Linked DNA regions of Mus musculus: region 1 is linked to region 2. The links are chromatin contacts, called in public HiChIP or PLAC-seq maps. All regions are on one chromosome and are shown on one strand. Each heading gives the region's core, a stretch centred on a gene start, on an enhancer-like site or on the middle of the called end of the contact. The rest is flanking DNA. Distances are from core to core; before and after follow the strand shown.

Region 1 (5,994 bases), core at 1,860-4,359, 590 kb before region 2:
ATTCAGTGTTCAGCAGGTAAAGGCCCTCACCACCAAACCTGATGTGGGCGGAGAGAACCAGTTCCTGTGAGGTAACCTCTGGCCTCCACTCGAAAGCTCCAGGTGGGCACATTCCCCTCCCCCAGCAAGATAAATAAATGTATGAGTGGTAAAACACTGATTGACTGAAAGTGAATAAGGGAGACAGGAGGGCGTCTGGGAAAGAGAGTGGGTCTGTTCTGCCTAAGCCAGGCGCTAATCCACAGCAGGGTATTGTTTATCTGTCTTCAGGAATCTGGAAATGTAACTAGGAACATCAGAAAAACCTCTCAGTAGAGCAGAGTCGACTGAGAGGTTGACAGCAAACTGGGGATCTGTGATGGTGTTCAGGAGGCACAAGGGAAAGAGAAGCGCACAGAGGCAAGGACAGACCTCAAAGGATGCAGATGCCTCTGGAACCCTGTAGCTTGAGGTGAACCTGAGATGAGGTTTTTCATCTGGAAGTGTCCTGACAGGGACAGACTGTTTGAGGACACCTTAGCAGTTTTGCCCAGTTATGGTGGCACACACACAGGATCTCAGGAGATAGAGGAAGGGAGATCAGGATTTCAACACTGTTCCCAGCTCCATAGGGAGTTCCCAGGCAGTCTATGTATCTCAAGTCCAGGGCTGAGACTCAAACCCTGGTCTCTTTGAGCACTAGGAAGTCTACCACCTACCTTTTTTTTTCCTTATTTTTTTAAAAGACTTATTTATTTATTATATGTAAGTACACTGTAGCTGTTTTCAGACACACCAGAAGAGAGTGTCAGATCTCGTTATGGATGGTTGTGAGCCACCATGTGGTTGCTGGGATTTGAACTCAGGACCTTATGAAGAACAGTCAGTGCTCTTAACTTCTGAGCTATCTCTCCAGCCCTACACCTCCAGCTCTAAGTGGGTCAGACCTCCTGAGGCATCTCCAGTGGCTGGGGGAGGCCTGGTCTGGAGGCAAAGACCATCAAGCAGCTATCCTGAGGGTGGCCTCGGAGATGGAAAAGAATAGACCGCTGATATTTTTCCTTGCCTGTGCGAACCCCGCGATGCCACATCATATACCCCTACATCCATTGCTTCTGGGCCCCATTGAGACCAGTTCCGCCCGTTTGTACAAGTGATTATTAACTCCACGCCAGCCTCAGGAGTCTTTTCAATATTTTGTGGTCTTGCTTCTGTTTTTCTTCTGCCAAGGACTGCTCACTCCATGGAAATCTTGGTTAACCGTAAGATCTTGCCAGAGAAAGCGAATGCCTTCGGGCGAACACACCCAGGAAAGCTGGTCTCTCTCCTACGTGGCTAGGAGCCTCCAGGAAGAGGGCTCCCTTGTTGTGATTGAATAGTATCGAAGCTGTTTTGTGTCTAGTTGTTAACATGTGTCTGCTTGCTTTCACCTAACATTCCAGCGCTGAGAAAGGCCCAAGTCCCATCAGTCTTGGCAGAATCTGTTCAAGATGCTTTCCTCATTTAGTAGTGAGAAAGGGTTGGGTGGAGGCCAAGGTCACTGGGAGACTCTCCCCTGGTGCTTGAGAGAGCTTCCTGCCAAGATTTCCTATCCCCTTTGGTGGCAGATTTGCTGTGGGAACAACCTCACCATCTGTACGGAGCCTGCAGATAGAAAACACACAGGACATGTGGGCCTCCCTGCCCCAGGCCTGCACGAGCTGTAATCGACACCCCTGTTGCCTGCTCTTGGGAAACAGGAAGTCTGAAGGAGTGCTTGTGGTTCCACTGGGCATTTCAGCAGCTCCGGGACAGAACCACTTAAACAGTCAAATGCAGCTCCCAGGTGCAGAGCAAAGTGGCAATCGGCAATAGCTGCTTGCAGGAACCATTTAGTACATAGCGATTTCAAAAAAAAAAAAAAAAAAAAAATCTTGGGGATGGAGAGATGGCTCAGCAGCTGCGAACACTTGCTGCCTTTGTAGAGGGTGTGCACATTAGCTTCCCAGGACCTATGCAGTGCCTCTCAGTGGCTTGCAACTCCATTTCCAGGAGCTCTGAAGCCCCCTTCTGGCTTCTATGGTCACTGTGCAAAGGTGGTTGGTGCTCATAACCCCCCAGAGGCTCACACACATAGTCAATGAATAGTTATTTTAAAAAAAAAAAACAATAGAACATTGTCTTTCTTTTCCCCCCATGAAACTGTCTATAGGTCTGTTGTGGTGGAACTATTCCACCCTTGCTTGTTGAGGAAATCATTTTTAAGAGGAATGAAGACAGGCCGAACTCATGTAGACCCAACCAGAAGAATGTATTATAAGGATTATGGGTAAAGTTTAATTGGAAGAGTGCTGACCAGGCTTGCATGTACCACATAAACCAGGAATGGTGGTACATGCCTATAATGTCAGCACTTGGGAAGTGGAGACAGGAGGTTAGAGGTTCGAGGTACCTCTTACTACATAGCAAGTTTGAGGCCAGTTCAGGTTACTTGAGACTCTATCAAAAAAAAAAAAAAAAAATCCCAAAGGCAAGATGGTGAACAATATGGAAAAAAAGAGAATTTTCTGCCTGAAGCGATGAACAAAGTCCACGGACTCTCACAATAGCAAGGTATGCCATTCAGGGTTTAGGTTTTTTTTGTTTTGTTTTGGTTTGGTTTTTTTTTTGTTGTTGTTGTTTTGTTTTTGTTTTTATTTTTACTTCAGAAAAATACCAGGATTGAATCAATCCAACGGGGGAAAAGTTTACTTTTGCATCCTGCTTAGGACTGTTCTTCCAAGGTCTTGCTGGGTACCAGGATGACTTATCTGAGCGTCTACACTGTTGTGTGGCAAGCCTGAGACACAGCTGATGGAGATAAGAACTGTAAACGTGTCAAAATGGAGGAAGGGATGAGTGAGCTGGTGGGACGGAAGAAAAGTGGATCAGAAAGAGGATTCCCTTGAGCCACCCCCTCCCCCATTCTGTTGTTAATCTGACATGGGTGAACCTAGGCTAGCATGGCCCCCTCTGTGGGGGACCAAGGCTAGTGACACAGGTCCTGTGCCCTGATCCTGGCTCTCATCCTGCAGTCTCACAGGCTGGATGCCTTGTCACTTTGCCTGTTCAAGGTTCAGCACGTGCCTCTCCAGATGGCCACACCCTGCCCAACCCTTGAACTGTGTTCCAGAGCCAACAGAACTGTGTAAACAAGAGCAGCTGGCAGGCTCCTGCTTCTCATGGTTTCTGCTCTGAGATGAGTTTTCTAAAACGCCTCTGGAGTCCAATAGTCCTGGATGTGACTCCAGACTCCTCCGCTTCCTTATTCTACGTTTTAGGCAAGCGGCTCAAACTTCTTGGCATTGTCGGTGCTAATTGTTGGTCCCTGAAAGGTTTCATCGACTGTCAACCCCCAGGCTACAGATTGCTGATACCATGTAGATTTGGACAAACTGAATTGGAGTTGTGATTTGTAATTCATCCCTGGTTATAGGATGGTTGCAAGCAATACAAGTTATGAAATATTATACTGATTTACTTCCTTTTCAAAATTCCCATCACTGTGTATCTAGGTCATCATGGAAAGAGTAAAACAAAAAAAGAAAAGAAATAGAAAAAAATACTGCTTTTTTTTCCTGCTAAACCTCTTTGGTGGGGCTATGTATTTTGACTTTATACTTAGCATGTATTATTATTATTATTATGAGTTATAGCTCCAGCTAGCCTGGTTCTTGCTATATAGACCAGGCTGGATTTAGACTTGTAGCCATTCTCCTGTCTCAGCCTTGCGAGGGCTCTGGTTATAGTGACCTGGCATACTGGCCTATCTAACTTTTTTGGTTATAGTGATCTGGCATACTGGCCTATCTAACTTTTCTGGTTATAGTGATCTGGCATACTGGCCTGTCTAACTGTTTTAGCTTAATAAACCACCTCAGTCTCTTGGAGTTTGGATTCCATTTGTTCCTTAAGCATTCACATGTCGGGGGTTTAGTCCTTAGCATGGTGACTTTAAGATGTGATGGTATCTACAGGAGGTAGAACCTGGCCTCAGGGGTTGGGGGATGTAGCGCTCAGGAAGGAAGGAATGGATGTGGGGCCCGTGATACCCTGGTTGGGCTCTTGAGAGAGTGTTTTTATAAAGGTACATGCCTGGGCCTGTCTCTCAGGCTTCCTGTCTGGCTAGCTCCGACACACTCTTTCCATGATGTCATCCACAATGGGAGAGAGGGAAAAGAATCTTTGAAAGAGCCAACATTATGCTGGAAGAAATTTGATAGTCAAACTTGGACGTAGTGGCTTGGGCCTGTAATCCCAGCACCCAGGAGGCTGAGGTAAGAGACCAGTGAGCTAGAGGCCAGTGTGTGTGAGAGGAAATGAAAGAGGGAGGGGAAAAAGAAAAGAAGAGGCCCAGAGAGAGAGACTTGTAGTTTTCTCACAGTTTTCTTCCTTTTCTTTCTACTAAGTTATTTCTTATGTAGCTTGGGAATTTCAAGCAAACTGAACCAAGAATTTACAACTGAAAAAAGATACTATGGAAGAGAGATGAAAGGCTTGCATTTCCCTGGAATCCGTGTGCCAGGGGCATGTGCCTGCTGATTATTTCAGTGGCAAGCCTTTTAATTAGCAGGCGACGGTCACATGCTTTCCTAGTGGGTCTCATAACAGCTCTTCCAACGAGGTTTCCACCAGGGATCCCGTTAGCTGAAGTAACAGATGACCCAATTCCAAGTTAATAAAGAGGAGATGGAAGATTTCCTAGCTCAGGTTAAAAAAAAAAAAAAAGTCCAGTGAGATTCCTCTCTCCCAGCCTTGTGATCAAAGTGCCCCAAGGCTGATAGCAGTGTCAGCCCCTACTAATCCTGTCAGCTTCCTGCCCATGCCTGTTGTTAGAGAGAGGTCAACTTCCCATGGCAGCATGAATGCTATCTTCCCAGGAGCTCTGGTAATCATCTCCTTACATCTTTCACACACAGGCTTAAGTGTACCCGGGGGATGGACATGTTTGTTTGGCTTACACTATCAGCTGGAGTGTGACAGACACTGAACAGTCAACCGTAAAGTCTTCCACATTCTTCCATTTGCAGGGGGCTGGGGAGGGGGGCGTCATCTGATCAGGGGCTGGCAAGCTATAGACATGGAACCATATCTGGCTATTTTCAAAAGTGAAGCTTTCTTGGCTCACTGCCACGTACATAGGCTCACACGTTGCCTGAGGCCGTTCTCATGCCACAGGGGCAGAGCTGAGTAGCTGTGCCGGAAAGCCATAGGATCCATACAGCTTAAACAGTTTACGGCCTGACCCTTTGATGAGTTTGCTGACCTCTGCTCTGGATGAAGAAAGCGGAACGGAGATTAAACAACCAGTCCAAAGTCAAAGGGTGGACAGGAAGCAGGGATGGGAGCCCATAAACCCACTGTCCCCAGATCTGCCAGGGGAGTTTCTGTGCCTGAGCTGGCATTTCTGCCATGCCAAAATAGAATGAGGCTGACCTAAGCTTGCATGAGTCAACCTCTGTGACAACTGATCCATTCTTAGAAACAAGTGTTTCAGGGGCTAGAGATTGTTCAGTGGTCAAGAGTGCTTGGGGGCTCCTTGGGAGGGCCTGGGTTTGATTCCCAGTACCCACATGGCAGCTCACAACTGTTTGTAGCTCCAATTCCGGGGGCATCTTCTGGCCTCTTCCAGTCCCAGGCACACTTACATGCAGGCAAAACATCCATACCACCCAAAGGAAAAAAAAAATCATGTGAATATGAAAAGGGGCTCAGTGACTGCCTGCGAGTAGCTGTTGCTCACAAGGTGGTTCACAACATCCAGTTTCAGGGCATCTGATGCCTTCGCCTGAGTTTCTCTGACACCAGGCATGTGCATGCTACGTGGGTAAAGCATGCAAACCCATAAAGTAAATAAGTCTGGAAAAGGGGGAGGCTGAAAGCAGGGCTGGAGAAAATGAAAACCATGTCTATGATGACCCAGAAGCCTCTAGTAACGTTCTATCTCATTTTACACACAGGCTTACATGAGCCTGGTTCTAAAGAGTATGGCTAGAG
Region 2 (6,089 bases), core at 154-2,653:
ACCAGCCCAGGGCTGAGGACACTCAGCAGGTGGCCCCTGCTTAAGGCTGCATTTGTATTAATACTTTACTAGGTTCAAACATAAAACCACTCCTGAAGGCTTATCAGTGGGTCCCTTAGGGTCTAGCCATGGTGGTTATTGCCACTAAATATATAAAAATTAAAGCTGGCAAGATGCCTGGCTCAATGGGGAAAGATGCTTGGTGGCCTGAGACAGAACTCCCCAGACCCACACAGGCAAAGGGGAGAAAAGAATCCTATGAAGAATCGTATGCATTACCCTCTGACCTCCACGTACACACGCGCGTGTGCACACACACACACACACACACATGTACCAAGTCATATGTGTTCGTGTGTGCGCACATATGCACAATAAATACAATTAACAAATTTTAATTAATGAAGTTTAGTGATCAGGAGCTTTTCTTCATTTTGTTCTTAAAGTTTCAAATTAAAACTTTTCACTTAAAAATAAATAAATAAATAAATAAGGTCATTTCAGTGAAACTTTGAAGGGTGAGAAGTTTGTCAAAAGTAAGCAGGTCAAAGAGCTACTCTTCAGCATTCTAGCTTGTTCCTTGCATGCAAACTAGATAGAGACAAGTAGCCAAGACCGAAGTCTGACAGGGGCCTGCCTACCCTGGGGTCAGGCTAGCCTGGTCACACCAGAGGACAAGCAAAGCAACTGCCAGCTCAGCCTCGGTTCCCACCCATGACATGAGAGCTTATCTCCTGGAAACATGAAGCTCAAACTGTCCAGTCCATGCAAAGACTCCCTTTAGGCCCGGCAGGGTTTCAATGCTGGGGACACATAGGTGTGTGGGACTGTCTGTGACAAGAGTCTAGAGGCAAATGGTGGGTAGCACACTGGAGGTTTGATTAGCCCCTTCCCCCAGCACAGACTACACAGCTGCCCTCCTGGGACAGGGAGCTCTGGGATGATGGAGATGAGAGCAGAGCTCAAAATGATGAAGCGGGCATGTCAGTGGGCACCAGGGCACGTCAGTGGGCACCAAAGGGCTGAGACACTCTATGATGTGGTACATCTCTCTTGTGGTGCTGGCCCAGTTCTGGCTTTCCAGGGCCTCACATGCAGGAAAATGCTATGGAGCCTCCTACCAGGAAGTCCTGAGAGTCTCTCTAAACAAAATGAAGCCTGTTCACGATTAGTCACAGCCCTCAGGATGGGGTGGGGGTGGGGGAATGCACAGACCAAACCTTCTAAACAAAAGCGCTCTCTAAGAATTTCTCTCTCTCAGGCTGGAAATAACCACACATCATTTATCAGAAGCCAGCCCAGTACACAAGGTCCTTCCTCACTGAATAAAGTTTCCTCCCACTCAGCCTCTTCCTCCCTGGGGCGAGCCCCAGACGTTTCTAGATTTGACAGGTGTGCAGGGTGCAGTGGGGGAGAGGAGGGGTGTTTCCTGGCCAAGAAGTATGCTGAGAGCAGCAAGGGTATTTGCACTGACTTTTCTCTGAGGTCCTGTGATGCAGCCAGAACAAAACAGATAAAAAGAGTTCCTGCCCTTACCACCCCCATGGCCCTCGCCCCACCCCACCCCACCCTTACTATTCTGAAAGGCTGGCCCAGATACTTCTAGAACCGCCTAAGGCCAGAGTATCTAGGAAGATAAGCAGAAAGTATTGGGGGGAGGGGGGGTAAGGGGTAAGCAAGAGCAGACACACACAGGACACCTTACAGGCAGGAGATAACGGGACACCTTGCTCTGACAGGTGTCCGTGATAAGGCCAACTGAACGATTCTGGAGCAGGTGTGCAGGGCCCGGGGGAGGAACAGATGGGTGTCTGTGAGGGTAGCTAGTGTGGAACATATGTCATTGGCTAGGATGGTTTGCAGAAGGGAGAGGGGTCAGTTCTGCTGTCAGGCAGCCTTGTCTCTGCCTGACTCACTCCTGGCCAGTACAGGCTAACTTAACTGACGTGCCAGGGGAGTTGGTACCATAAAAGAGGCCCTGACGTGTCTGGCTTAGGACTGCAGTTTAGGGCTGGCTCCTCCTGTGTGTGAGCTGCCTGGGACTTTTTTCTACTCAGAATTCTCTTGGTCACCTTTAGGTTCCTTATCTGTGTAACACCAGGTCCATCCCGGGCACCACGCCCCACCCTGCCTGGGTCAGTAAATAAGCCATCAGGGCTTAAAGTAACACATCTGTCTACTCTAGCTGTCACAACAGGGCCTGCCTAAGTCTGCAGAGAGGGTGCCAATTAATCTTGGCTAAGATGTTGTAAGAAATGAATTAGGCCCCAGTTTCAATAGGAGGTGTGTGCTCAGAGCTCTTGGGGGTCAGAAATAAGCAGGAGGTGTTAGGCCTGATTGTGATTCAGACCCCAGACAAACAGTGAGGTGCATAGTTAGCAGACCTGGTGGCAAAGTTCTCCCAGCATCCCTCAGTCCCCTCCCTTGCGTACCATACTGCTCGCCATCCTGAAGTTTCCAGCCCAGGGGCTGGGCTTCTCCTCCGAGGCTCTGCCCTGTACACTGCAGACTTTCTGGTCTCTTGCCTTTCTTCCTTCTCTCCCTCTCTGTGTAAAGGTGCTTTTTTTTCCCCCTCTTCCCCCTCCCCTCTGTCTCCCTTTCCCGTGGTGACTTCCATGGCCTAGTTCCTTGGGAACAGTGAACTTATCCAACAACCCTGCCTTTACATATACTCTAATCTGCCTTCAGTAGGCTCACTTCCCCAGCCTAGAAGAGCTCATCAGGCCCCTCCCCACTAGCTGGTGGCTGGTCTCAGTCTCAGCGCCCTGAGAGCTGGGAAGTTAAGGGCAGATGCTCCATGACTAAGGCCACCATCAAAGAACACGCCAACCTCACACCCCAGGATAATAATCATTTGTTTCAATTTTTTTTTTTTTATTTTTGAGAGAGAAAGAGAGGGAGGGAGGGAGGGAGAAACATAAAGTTGAGCAGGTAGAAAGGTGGGGGAGGGGTTGGGAGAGAGAGAAAAAAACATGAGCAAAATATCATCTGAAAACGAAACTTTTAAGACTTGAAAATTAGCAACAATTCTTTGCTTGGCCTGTTCTTTGCACAGAGAAATGCAACAAATTCTAACCTGTTCTCCTGGCCATGCTTCCTTGCATCACCTAAGGGATAGGATATTTACCAAGAGGAAGAAGAGAAGGTCTCAAACAAAACGCCATGGTATGGTGGGTGGCCCCTAAGATGGTCCCATGACCTAGAAGTAACCCTGGGTGTGGGCTGTGCTCCGAGTTCACCTCTCAGCAAATGGAATCTGAGAGAGAAGTTTCCGTTACACAGGGCTGTGACTTCTGCTTGGGGTGCTCGCTCCCACTCTTCGGCATTGCATACATCCTGGGAGAAGGGGCTTCTGTGTTCGGGGGAAAGCCTCCAGCAGGCCTGTGTGTCCGGGATTGAGGCATAGACAGTAGGCCTGTCACTAAGCTTGGAGGACAGCCAGAAGCGCCAAGCCAACGTTTCAGGAGCCGATCCCTCTGACAGTCACGTGACCACAGACCTGGAGCGCTGTGCTAGAACTCCAGCTAATTGGAGCCCGCCTCCCCAACCATGAGAGAGTCACTAGTCTGTGTGCCTGTGCTTTATCCTGCTCACTTTGGAGACCACATGCTGCTAGAGATGACGAAGACACATGGCTCCATTAAGGATCTGAGGCAGAATCTCCCAGCTAGCCTCAGAGTTAGCCTGCATGGCCGCAGCCTGGGTGGCAGAGGAGTGCTGACAGCAGCCGCAGGGTGGCACATCACTGATGGAGCGCTAGGCCTGGCACTGGCCAGAAACTCCGAAATTTGACCCTGGCACGCTCATGCTTCACTGAGGCAAAAAGACAAGCAAGTAGGACCTGAAGATTTTGGTCCACTGTGCCCCATGGTGACACACTCCCTAGCCATCCCTAGGTCACAGTTGGCCCCAGTAGGAAAAAAATCAGCCTGTGTCTAAGAGCCCTCATGCATGGCCTTTGACTTCTGCCCCTATCCAGCAGTGATAGTTCAGCCTTGCTCCTCCTCCTCCTCCTCCTCCTCTTGCTCCTCCTCCTGCTCCTCTTCCTCTCCCTCCTCCCCACCTCTCCCTCCTCCTCTCCTCTCCCTCCTCTCCTGCTCTCCCTCCTCTCCTGCTCTCCCTCCTCCACTTCTCCCAAAGCCATGAAGTCCATGCAGCAATGGCGCTGGCTGCTTCTCTGGCATTTGGGAGAAAATGGGCAAGTGATTCACCTTCTCTCCCCTCAGTTCCTTTGGGGACACTAGAACAGACACACACACACACACACACTTCATGGTGTGACACTGCCCTGGGTTAAAGTCTGAGGCCTGCTTGCTGAACCTCTTGGTGGAGTCTCCCCAACTCCAAGCTCCAGCCCCCACCCATTACATCCAACCTAGGTTGTTCAAGTTTAAAGGTAATAAAAATGAAAACTCTCTGACTCTAATATTCATTTAGTGAGTCACCATGTAGATCTGAAGTCCTTGGCTGGCAGGAGGGGCCATGTCCTGCTTTGGTTCATCTGTGTTTTACCCAGCGCTCAGAGGTGGAATGCCTTCCCAGGGCTCAAAGTGGTAAGGGAAAACCCTAGGCTGAGGAGACAGTGTCTCTGCTCCATGAAGATCTGGCCCTGTAATGACCTCCAGTCCCAGATCCTTCTCTGGAAGTCAGTCTCTTCTCCAGCTCTGGGTCCCATTCTCTCCCTAGTTCTAGATCTGTGCTCTTCTCATAGGTGTCCTCTGTGACCCAGGGTCACCCATCTGGCCTAAGGTTGTCCCTCAGGCCCTGAGTCCCAACTTTCTACCTCACGTCTCCCTGTGCGTCACATCAATCCCTTTCTCCTGAACGCCTGCTTCCTTCCCCCTGGCTGTGGACTCTGGGTCACAGGCCTCTCCCTGGATTCTGGGCCATGTGCAAGTTTCTCTGAACTTCAGTGTCCCGCAGCCCCACCCCTAGCCTGCCCCCAGTGAGGCATGCTACATTTAGCCACAAAGCTGGTTCTGCTAGCAGTTGGCCTGCGCATTCAAGTTCCCAAAACAGGGTTCCAGCTCAGACCCTGCTTCTTCCAAGGGGTTTGGTTTTGGACCCTGGGAAAAGGGACTAAGGTGCATATTTTACTTATTAAAGCAGACCTGGCCTTCAGGTTCTCCCAGCATCCCTCAGTCCCTACCTGGCATACAAGGACCCAGAACCCTCAACTTTCTAGCCCAGGGGTTGGGCTGCCCTTCCCCCAGACATTTTGGTCTCTCCTACTCTTCCTCCTCCTCTTCTTCTTCTCCTTCATCCTCCTCTTCTCCTCCTTCATCCTCATCCTCTTCTTCATCCTCTTTCTTCCTCTTCCTCTTCCTCCTCCTCCTCTTCCTTCTCCTTTTCCTCCTCTTCTCCCTCCCTCTTTTCTCCCTGCAATGTGCTCTTCCTCTCTTTTTTCCCTCCTCTCCCTTCCTCTCTCTCTATGGTGACTCCCCTGGCCTAGATCCTTGGGGCCAGTGAGCTCTCCCAAGAGCAGCTTCCCAATAAACCTGCATTTATTATAATCTAATCTGGTTTGAACTGGCTCCTTTCACCAGCAGAGAAATAACCTATCACAAGGAAAGAGGGGAAGTTTGGGAAATCAGACTTGCCAATTGCTTCCTTGCAAACTGAACAGCAACTGGGGCTCTGGTGTTTACTGGGAAGTGTAGAAAATAACTGCCCTATTGCTGTAAAGAGACACCCTGACCACGGCCACTATGTCAAGGCACAAGCAGGACAGCACGCAAGCAGACATGGTGCTGGGTAAGTAACTGACAGTTCTACATCCTGATCAGCAGCAGGCAGCAGAAAGTGTGACAGACCCTCAGCCTGGCTGGAGCATTTGAAAACCCACCCCCAATGACACACTTCCTCTGCAAAGGACACACCCACCCAACAAGGCCACACCTAATACCACTGATTGGTGGCCAAACATTCAAATCTATTAGCCTATGGGAGCCACTCTTATTCACACCACCTCACAGTGTAAGGATGAGAGCCATGGGGCCCAGGGCCATGCTGTTCCCTGGGTGGATCAGGAAGCTAACAGGGCCTCAGAGTGGCCTACCACAGGGACAGGAAAAGCCAACACACTCAGA

Evidence for each region. HiChIP or PLAC-seq counts read pairs in DNA pulled down with a chosen protein or histone mark.
Region 1: a contact with region 2 is called in an HNF4G HiChIP or PLAC-seq map of pancreatic cancer cells. The contact joins two enhancer-like sites.

What each region holds. Positions count from the first base shown.
Region 1 is chr17:12,789,811-12,795,804 of GRCm38.p6, reverse strand. All of the region lies in intron 1 of Airn (antisense Igf2r RNA), which reads right to left. Among named protein-coding and RNA genes, the nearest start is that of Igf2r, 23 kb to the right of the region's middle. RefSeq lists an enhancer at 2,735-5,994. Within about 2 kb of position 3,109, at least 161 of the 459 cell types and tissues checked have an H3K27ac peak or open chromatin away from gene starts, as enhancers often do. A contact at or near this core is called in pancreatic cancer cells, where this site is marked.
Region 2 is chr17:12,201,110-12,207,198 of GRCm38.p6, reverse strand. All of the region lies in intron 3 of Agpat4 (1-acylglycerol-3-phosphate O-acyltransferase 4 (lysophosphatidic acid acyltransferase, delta)), which reads right to left. Among named protein-coding and RNA genes, the nearest start is that of Gm46605, 61 kb to the left of the region's middle. RefSeq lists an enhancer at 1,452-3,248. Within about 2 kb of position 1,403, at least 151 of the 459 cell types and tissues checked have an H3K27ac peak or open chromatin away from gene starts, as enhancers often do. A contact at or near this core is called in pancreatic cancer cells, where this site is marked.